3 separate regions of the Sus scrofa genome follow, and regions 1 and 3 are each linked to region 2. A link is a contact called in public Hi-C and HiChIP or PLAC-seq data. All regions are on one chromosome and are shown on one strand. The core of a region is the stretch at or near the end of the contact, and the rest is flanking DNA. Distances in the headings are between cores, read along the strand shown.

The links. Hi-C and Micro-C count contacts between places; a contact is called where the count stands out from the background. HiChIP or PLAC-seq counts read pairs in DNA pulled down with a chosen protein or histone mark.
Region 1: a contact with region 2 is called in a Hi-C map of heart right ventricle, with 2.4 times the contacts expected there. The contact joins the promoter of SLC16A10 here to the promoter of REV3L in region 2. A contact is called at or near these places in 2 of 47 Hi-C or Micro-C datasets (embryonic fibroblasts and heart right ventricle).
Region 3: a contact with region 2 is called in an H3K27ac HiChIP or PLAC-seq map of alveolar macrophages. The contact joins the promoter of RPF2 here to the promoter of REV3L in region 2. A contact is called at or near these places in 1 of 47 Hi-C or Micro-C datasets (epiblast stem cells) and 1 of 2 datasets of contacts at active chromatin or transcription factors (alveolar macrophages).

Annotation. Positions count from the first base shown.
Region 1 is chr1:76,996,982-76,999,966 of Sscrofa11.1, forward strand. It overlaps SLC16A10 (monocarboxylate transporter 10), which reads left to right and starts at 1,378. Exons shown (of 6, transcript XM_021091212.1): 1 at 1,378-1,927. The coding sequence starts at 1,591.
Region 2 is chr1:77,399,211-77,402,057 of Sscrofa11.1, forward strand. REV3L (DNA polymerase zeta catalytic subunit) reads right to left here and starts at 1,341. Exons shown (of 33, transcript XM_021091241.1): 1 at 750-1,341. LOC102167874 reads left to right here and starts at 887. Exons shown (of 5, transcript XM_021084615.1): 1 at 887-1,186; 2 at 1,327-1,489; 3 at 1,662-1,699. The coding sequence starts at 887. LOC110260596 (a long non-coding RNA gene) reads left to right here and starts at 1,708. Exons shown (of 2, transcript XR_002343829.1): 1 at 1,708-1,803; 2 at 2,765-2,847.
Region 3 is chr1:76,915,534-76,918,553 of Sscrofa11.1, forward strand. RPF2 (ribosome production factor 2 homolog) reads left to right here and starts at 1,581. Exons shown (of 9, transcript XM_021091234.1): 1 at 1,581-1,763.

The sequences.
Region 1 (2,985 bases), core at 128-2,627, 400 kb before region 2:
TTTTTTTTTTTTTTTTTTTTTGTCTTTTTGCCTTTTCTAGGGTCACTCCTGGGGCCTATGGAAGTTTCCAGGCTAGGGGTCTAATCGGAGCTGGAGCTGCTGGCCTACACCAGAACCACAGTGACGCGGGATCCGAGCTGAATCTGCGACCTACACCACAGCTCACGGCAACGCCGGATCCTTAACCAGCTGAGCAAGGCCAGGGATCGAACCCATGTCCTCATGGATGCTAGTCAGGTTCGTTAACCACTGAGCCATGACGAGAACTCCGTATAAGACTGTTCTTTAGTTTACCATTCTAACCCCATCCCTTAGATATATTATTCTTGAGCTTTGCTCCCTGTTCCTCAAGCAAACTGCTTTCCCTTAGCTTGTGCTATTCTCGCTACCTAGAATGCTCTTCCCCTATCTTTGTCCACTGAAGTTCCCTGTATGATTCAGCACTCAGCTCAAAAGCTATTTGCTGCAGAAGCTCTTCTTTACTGTTTTGAAGGAATACATGTTCCTTTCTCAGAACTTCTTCCTACCAGTGTTTTGAATGGGCAGAGACAAATATGATCACTCACACTCATTTGTGTACTCCGTCATAAAGTATGGTAACTAGCATATTTTGACTTTGAAGTGAAGAATCCGAGTAACTGAGAAAGAATTGTACTCAACACCGCATAACTAGTTACTCTTCTTTCTTTTACATATGTTTTTGCTCCATGCTTCAGGGAGACAGAGGAGTTGAATACAGGTGTTAGCTTTTGTTTAAAGTGCAAACAATTGTGCTGCAGTTTAATGTTTTCTAGCTGTCTGTCAAAAACGTGTGTTATTTGAAGAACTTGGTATTTGTTACTGGAAGACCAGTCTGTCTTTCAAAATGAGCCCGTTCAACATGCCAAATATTCACGGCAAATCATATACGAATCCAGGAGAAATTAGATAAGGCCTCCGATCTTTCCGACTTCTTTTTAAGTAAGCAGGTGGCATGACGTATCTTATATATTATGATTAGTAATAAGAGGTTAATGCCAAGAAACAAAACAAAAAGAAAACAAAGAGACGATGTTTGGTCGTGAGGCTGTCAGTGAGCTGAGGCTAAAGAAGTTCGGTAGTGTGGTCCCCATGACCCACCCAACCTGCACCTAGGAGGAGACGCGCCCCTTCCGTTAACACTTTGTGGCGGCGTGACCTAGACATCTGTGACCCCCTCTAGGAGGAGGACCTCTCGCAGGCGCGCGCGCAGATTCAGCCACCCGCAGGCACCTGGTCCGCGCGCGGTGGGCGGGGGGTGGGCCCCCTGCGCTCTCAGGAAGCCCAATCATCTGGAGATTCCGGGGCAGGTCCCGCCGCCGGCCACGCCCCCAGGCGGCGGGGCGGGGGGCGTCTTTAAGAGCCGGCGGCCGGGCTGCCTGTTCAGTCCGGGTGCGGGGCGGTAGCCTGGGAGGCCTGAGTTTAATCCCTGCGCCGCCCGCCCACCGGGGGCTCCACTGCCCTTGCCTCGGCCTCACTAGCCCGCCAGCCCAAGTCGGCGGCTCCTCCGCGAGTTCGCCGGGAACTCGTGCCCCTCGCTTTCCCCGGCGCCCAAGGGGGCCGCTTCGGGCCATGGTGCGCTCCCAGGAGGAGCCCGCCGCTGCGCGGGGAACGAGCGAGGCGCAGCCGGCCGGCCCCGCGCCCCTGGGGGCCGCTCCGTTGCCTGGCTCGGGACCCTTGGACGGCCCGGAGGCAGTGGCGGCGGAGAAGGTGGAGGTAGAGCTGGTGGGGCCGGCGGGCGCCGAGCCCCCTGAACCCCCTGAGGGCGGCTGGGGCTGGGTGGTGATGCTGGCAGCCATGTGGTGCAACGGGTCGGTGTTCGGTTTCCAGAACGCCTGCGGGGTGCTCTTCGTGTCTATGCTGAAGACCTTCGGGTCCAAGGACGATGACAAGATGGTCTTCAAGACAGGTGAGGCACAGCGCCGGCCGCAGCCAGCCCCGGGGTGGGGGCGAGCGCGGGGACCCCTGCGCATCCCGCGTATTCCGCGTGCTGAGTGAGCGTCAGCACCGCCGTGTGCGCCTCGGTGGGTCCCTGGGTGCTGAGGGTGTGGGAGGTGGGTCTGTCTAATAGCAAAAGCAGCCTGCAGCTCCAGGGGCCTCAGTGCGCCGGTCTTTGTATTGAATCCAGATGGAGGGAAAATATTTGGAAACAAGTCGCAAAACTTACTTGCCTAGATCTTCCTGCTTTCCTCGCTGCAGAATAGGGGTTAAGAGTCTGCGGTAGACTTTAATTTTTGAAAACAAAGGTACACTTCCAAACCCTATTACACCGCTCCGTCATTTTCACGGTCTCCTTCGTGACCGTGACAGTTGGGTTTTTGTTCATTTGACCCCGGCACTACGGAGGGCTGTGAGTGTTGGGGGGAGGCAGGGTTGGCGAGATGAATTAGGTATTCCAAGGTCACTGGAATTCCGAAGGGAGCCCAGAAGGAACCACGGTTTCTTGGTGGCTTTTTTTGGAGGGAGGTAGAGGTTGGGGGAAGGGGGGGTGTCACTTTGCTAAATATAGAAACCATGGGAGGCAGCCAGATCCGGGACTGGGAAGAGGAAGGTGAAGGGTTGTCATATACCAAGCTAGATGAAAAAGGTACAGACTCAACATTTTTTTCCTTGTAGGGGGTTACTATTTGACCTACCAAGTCCAAGACCTTCTGTGTAACTCATTCATTATTTCACTTCACCCTGCAAGGCAGGCGTTGTCAACCCCATTTAGGTGAGAAAAGCAAAGCTTAGTGTAATATAGTGTCTTAGTGAGGCCAGAATGGAGATAAAACACACATCTTGAGACTTAAAAGGGCTACATGATTTCCATTACTATATCAGGCTTCCCTCCCTGCCATTTGTGGATCTTTATATGGTTAATAGTCTTTTTTTTTAAATTTTCAATTATTTTTAGAGTAAATTTTCCTTAAGTCTTTGGTGTGCATAGAAAAATTGATGCAAGACTGTTAGATTCTAAGGGAGAGG
Region 2 (2,847 bases), core at 91-2,590:
AAGATATTCACGCTATTAAGTGGGATGTTTTATGTTAGGCAACATAAACACGCATTTCCTACTTCCGTGGATACACGTTTCCCTGAAAGCCATGCACCTGGGGAGGCAGCCCTATTCCGACTCTGAGGCTTTCAACTCTAAGGAGTTATGACTGCACTCACAGCAGAACCACATGGTCACTTCAATGAGAAAGATCCGCTGGCCCCAGGCGCCCCCCTTCAGCCCTCGGCATCTCCAGAAAGGGCAGAGGAGAGCGCTGCTGAGAAAAGGCGACGAGGAAGGACTGACGACAGAGGTGACACTTCCCCACACGACCTAAGGCCATTGCCAGCAAGGGGCACTTGGGAGACGCAGAGGGTGCCCCACCAGCGACCGATCTCAGAGCGCAGCCCTGCGCACCCACTCGAGGAGGACGCGGCGCGGCCACCCGGCTAGTCCTCCGGGGCGAGAGCGGCGCCCGCCTGCCCGCGACCCCGTATGCGGACTCGGCAAGCGACCGCCGCACGCAGTGTAAACAGTCGGCGCCCGCCGCCTCCCCGCCACAGGCTGGATGGGGGGAGGGCCGTCGCGCTCGCGCGGACCCACATTTTTGCGCCTCTGTCACGCGCGTGAGGAAAAGCGACGAGGGTGAAGGGGAGGGAAGTCGCGGCAGCCGTCCGCCGAAAGGGCCGGTGGCGTGCGCGCGAGTGCGCGGCGGGGAGGGCTGCCCCGGCGCCCGCCGCTCACGCCCGCGCCCCGCGCCCGCTTACCTGCCGGGGTCGCTCCGAAGATTCGCACCACCGGCACCTTCTTGACAGGGGCCTGGGTGAGGGGGCATTGGCAGATATCCAGCCCCTGCAGCGGGCTGGCCATGTAGTAGTCGGCAGTCACGATCCTCACTGAGAACATGTTCGCCGCCGCCGCCGCCGCCACCGCCTTCTCTTCACTAGCGACCTGGCAGCGGCGGCTCCTTCCGCAGCGGCGGCCCCACAGCAACGGTGGCGGCGGCGCCCCCTCCCCTCCGCGGCTCGGCCCCCTCCTCTCACACTCCGACAACGCGAGCAGCGGCGGCGGGCGGGGCTGTGTGGCAAGGCGGCCGCCTCCTCAGGAGCACCCGGCGAGGGGCGACAGGAGAGAAGCCCTCACGCTTTCGTCGGTGCTGCTGCTGGTGCTGCCACCACTGCCGCCGCCGCCGGGAATCACACGGGCTCCTCGGTCCCAGGCTGCAGCTCTTGTTGCCATGATGATGATGTCACGGACGCAACCACTGGGGGAGGGGAGAAGGGGGTTGAGTGTGTGGCGAAGGGAGGGCTGTGAGTAGTTGGGGGAGGGGACGCGGCGGGAAAGGGAGGGAGCTGGGCGGGCGCCCGACCGGGACACCCAGGCGGGGGTCGAGAAGGTGGTTTCTCCCCCGCCCTCGGGCAAGCGGCGAGGGAGGAGGCTGCCGTCAAGCTGGGTTCGCGACCGGCTGGGGGGATCGATGACTCGGCCGGTGGGCACGGCCACCTGGGTGAGGGGCCGCGGAGGAGGGGGGGGGGCGGAGCGCCGATGTCATGGATGGGCTCCGAGGGCCTGGCGGGAGGGGGGCGCCAGTGTTCAGGGCCGTTTTGGTGGCGAGGAGGGATTGGCCTGAGCCGCAGTGCTCGCGCTCGCCTCGCCGACCGCCATTTCACATCCTGCAGAGAAGGCGGGGGCAGCCGCGGAAACAGCTTTTTACAAGGTAAGAGAACCCGCCCGCGGGGGGGGCGGGGAGACAAGGCGCAGATCTCGTGCCGCCGCGGCCTCGCGGGAGGGTGAGCGGCTGACACCAACAGCCCTTCTCAGGTAGCGCGGCAGACCCGCGCGTGGCCCGGGGGCGGTGCGAGGGGCGGGCGCCTGAGCGCGGGCTGCGGCCTATAAAAGGGCCGCCCCGGCGCTCCCTCCCGGACGTACGGCGCGAGCCGCCGCGCCCCCTCCTTCGTGGTGCTGCAGTGTCTGCGCCCAGCAGCTTAATGAGATTTATTCACGTTCGGCTATGTTCGGCTTTGCCAGGGGTTGGCAGATCCAGTGCACAGGGATTTCCCACCACGGTGTTTTTCTCCCGCCCCTTTCCTTTCTTCTCGCCTTAGTATCCCCCGCCTAGTTTCCTCCCCGGGGCCGGTAGGCTGCGTCCTGGGCGCGCGCCTGAACATGTACGGACTTGTCATTTCCCGGTGACCTCCCTCCTCCTCTCCCTCTCCTCTCTTCCCCGGCGGAATGTAGGATTAAGAACCTTTCAGCGAAATCTTCGGCCAGGGAAAAAGCCCCTGAAAGTCACTGCGTCAGATGTGGGCTCACAATGTTATTCATTAACAGTTGGTGTGAGGTTTTACTACCCTAAGGCATAAAAGCAAAAGGGAGCGGGCGGGGAAGAACCGTTAGACAAAACAACTTTATCCAGAAAGGAGGGGGGCTAGGGGTGCAGTTGTGAAATCCAGAAAAAAAGGGTAGGAGCAGATGGGGCTGGGTTGGCCATTTTATTGGAACCGTTGGCGTTTTGTCTGACTTGATCCCTAATATTGGGTGTGACCTTGGACAAATAAATTGGTTTCTTGGGGCCTCAGTTTCTTCATCTGTGAAACGAGAGTTCCTCTTAAAAATCCACAAATCTTCCCAACAAAAAGATTTAAGCAGTAGGAGACAGAACCGTGGTTTCAAGTTTGAAATATACCACTTAATTACGACCTTTGACAGTTATATTCAGTTTACCCAAATTAGAGATTCTTTCACGCATGTTATTATATAGGTGTATTTTAATGATTACTAGGTTGCCTTGTATTTGAACTGGTGTGAGAGATCCTTATTTGGAACCATCGTGGGTCTTAAAAGGCTCAAAGACACAGATCACTG
Region 3 (3,020 bases), core at 331-2,830, 480 kb before region 2:
CCTGAGAACCTCCATATGCCGCAGGAGCGGCCCAAGAAATAGCAAAAAGACAAAAAAAAAAAAAAAAAAAAAAAAAAAAACAATTCCAAACCCTGTTACATTGCTAATGGAACTGTAAAATGATGCAGGCAGAAAATAGTTTGGCAGTTCCTCAAAATGTCACCCATAATGGGGCTTACCATATGCAGTTCTACTTCTATAGAATTGGAGAAAATCTAAACAAAAACCCTGTACATGGATATTGAAAGCAGCATAATCCATAATAAAAAGGTGGAAACATTTTTGAATGGATAAACATTACGTATCTATAGAATTGACAATTATTTTGTCCTACATAAAGAATGCACTGAGGAGTTCCTGCTGTGGTTCAGTGGATTAAGAATTAACTGCACCTGCAGCATAAGTTGCAGCTGTGGCTTGGATTTGATTCCTGGCCTGAGAAATTCCATATGCCACAGGTGCAGCCAAAAAAAAAAGTGTACTGAGAATTAAGTACTGATACATGCATCAACACATATGACCCTGTATGAAAACATGTGAACATATATGAACACAGTAAGTGAAATAAGCCAGACACAAAAGGACACATATTGTATAAATTCATTTATATGCTGTGTTCTCAATAGGTACATCTACCCAGACATAGCTCAGGGGAGGTAAGAGCGGAAAGTGGGAGAATTCCCTGGTGGCCCAGTGGGCTAAGTCACTGCTATGGATCAGGTGGATGCTTTTGGGTCACTTCACTTGCCCCAGGATGTGGGGGGGGGGGTTCCCTGGTCCCTAAACTTTTACATTCTGTAGAAGGGGCAAAAAAAAAAAAAAGAGTGGAAATGGCTGAGTGCTACTAGGTTAGGAGATAGGTGATATAAAATGTTCTGTAATTAGATAGTGGTGATGGATGTACATCTTTGTAAATACACTAAAGACACTAAATTGTACACTTTACAGGGATAACTTATAGTAAGTGAAGTATACAGCAATTTGCAATTTTGGGGAAAAATAACGATTAAGAGCTGTTATATTATGGACACCTCTTACGTGCCAGGCACTGTTATAAACTCTGCTTTACTGGTATTGCATTTATGTCAGTAGTGCACATTTTAGGAATTCCCATCTTGGCTCAGTGGTTGACCTACCAGACTAGTAACTATGAGGTTGCGGGTTGGATACCTGGCTTGGCTCAGAGTTTAAGGAGCAGGGGTGGTAGTGAGCTGTGGTGTAGGTCGCAGACGAGGCTTGGATCCTCCGTTTCTGTGGCTGTGGTATAGGCTGGCGGCTGCAGCTCCGATTTGAACCCTAGCCTGGGAACCTCCATATGCCACAGGTGCGGCCCTAAAAAGCAAAATAAAAAAAAAAAAAAAAAGAAAAAGCGCATTTCACTGATAACTTTAGTATAATGTATCTATTGACATCAACCTTTCTAGCATCCCGAGGGGATTCCCAGATCACTAACACCTGGTCCTTGAATAGATGAGTCCGCTATACATACAGGTGTGTTCATCAAGCTCCTAGAGGTACTTCCAGAAAAAAACCCAGGCAGGAACCTGTAACCAAGGTAACAGAGCGCGATTTCATCAAAAACGGCCGCTAGTGTCTCTAGGCTTCCGTGGCGGGGCGGCCCCAGGAAGTGACGTAGCGCACAAGTTCCGGTTCCGCGGATCCGCCAGTTCCGCCCTTGCCAAAGCCCGGCATTGTAGTGAGCGGTACACGTGCATTCATCTGTTTCTTGTTGCGGTAGCGATGGACGCTTTGGATCGAGTTGTGTAAGTGCGTTAGGCCCCTTCCCTGGGTAACGTTGGGCAGGGGGTTCCTGTAGCAGAACGGAGTGGTAGAGCCTCTGTCTCCAGCTCTTCCTGGCCGCACACTTGCCTTAGAACCGTTCCGGTCCGGGCGGATCTATGCATTAGCCTGGCGCTCCCTCTGTGGATGCTGCAGGGAGACGAAGAGCCGGAAAGTCCACGAGTGGGAGCCGCTGGGTGGAGGTGGTACGGGGGCATTGGACGCTTGTGTGGTAGCCAATTGGAAATGTCTTGGCTTCCACAGAAGTGTGAGGAAAGTGGTAGAGGGAGGGGTTCCGAACACAGGCCGCAGAATCTGACAGATTTAGGCGACAGTCCAGGCGTGTCCACCGTAAAGCTTTGTGTCTGGTCCTTTTAATCTCCCTAAGTCTCAGTTGCTCTATAAAATAGTGTTCATAATAGTCGTACTTCAGGAAACTGAGGATTATTTGCAAGAATGTATACAAAGCCTTTGCTTCAGCAAGTAGACATTCTCATTAGCTTTTTCTTTTTTTTCCGTTTAGCCCCGCATCGGGGCCCTGTATCGAACCCGAGCTACAGCAGTGACAACAGCGGAGTCTTTAACCACTAGGCCACCAAGGAACTTCCATCATTAGCTTTTTCTCTTTCTCCCAAACTTGTACAGTTCTTAGTTATTCTTGAATGTCTATTTTAAATTCCTTCAGGAAATAGTAATCCATCTCTCAAATAGTTCTGCTGTTACTTGCCATGCTTTTCTTGCGTGTAACCTGGGTTAACATGTAATCAGGGGGTTCCCATCCTGGCTCAGCGGTAACCAACCAGACTGTTACCCATAAGAATGTGGTTTCCATCCCTGGCCTCGCTCAGTGGGTTAAGGATCCGGCCTTGAGGTGAGCTGCGGCTTAGGTATGTCGCCGACGCAGCTCGGATCCTGCGTGGCTGTGGCATGGGCTAGCACCTGCAGCTCCAGTTTGACCCCTAGCCTGGGAACTTCATATGCCGCAGGTGCGGCCCTAAAAATCGAAAACAGACCAACATGTAATCAAAAGGACAAATTTTTCTTTTGGTCATTAATTCAGAGATTTTTGTGTATCTGCTGTATATTCCTCCAGGTATGAGGGCTACACAGATGAATAAGACTAGATTACTGTCTCATTGGGGGACAAACAGTAGTAAAATGTACAGAGTGTTATTTACCTTACTTACTGGTGAGAAGTAAATCACATGGAATACAGAGCTTATAGCACTTTTATTGCCATG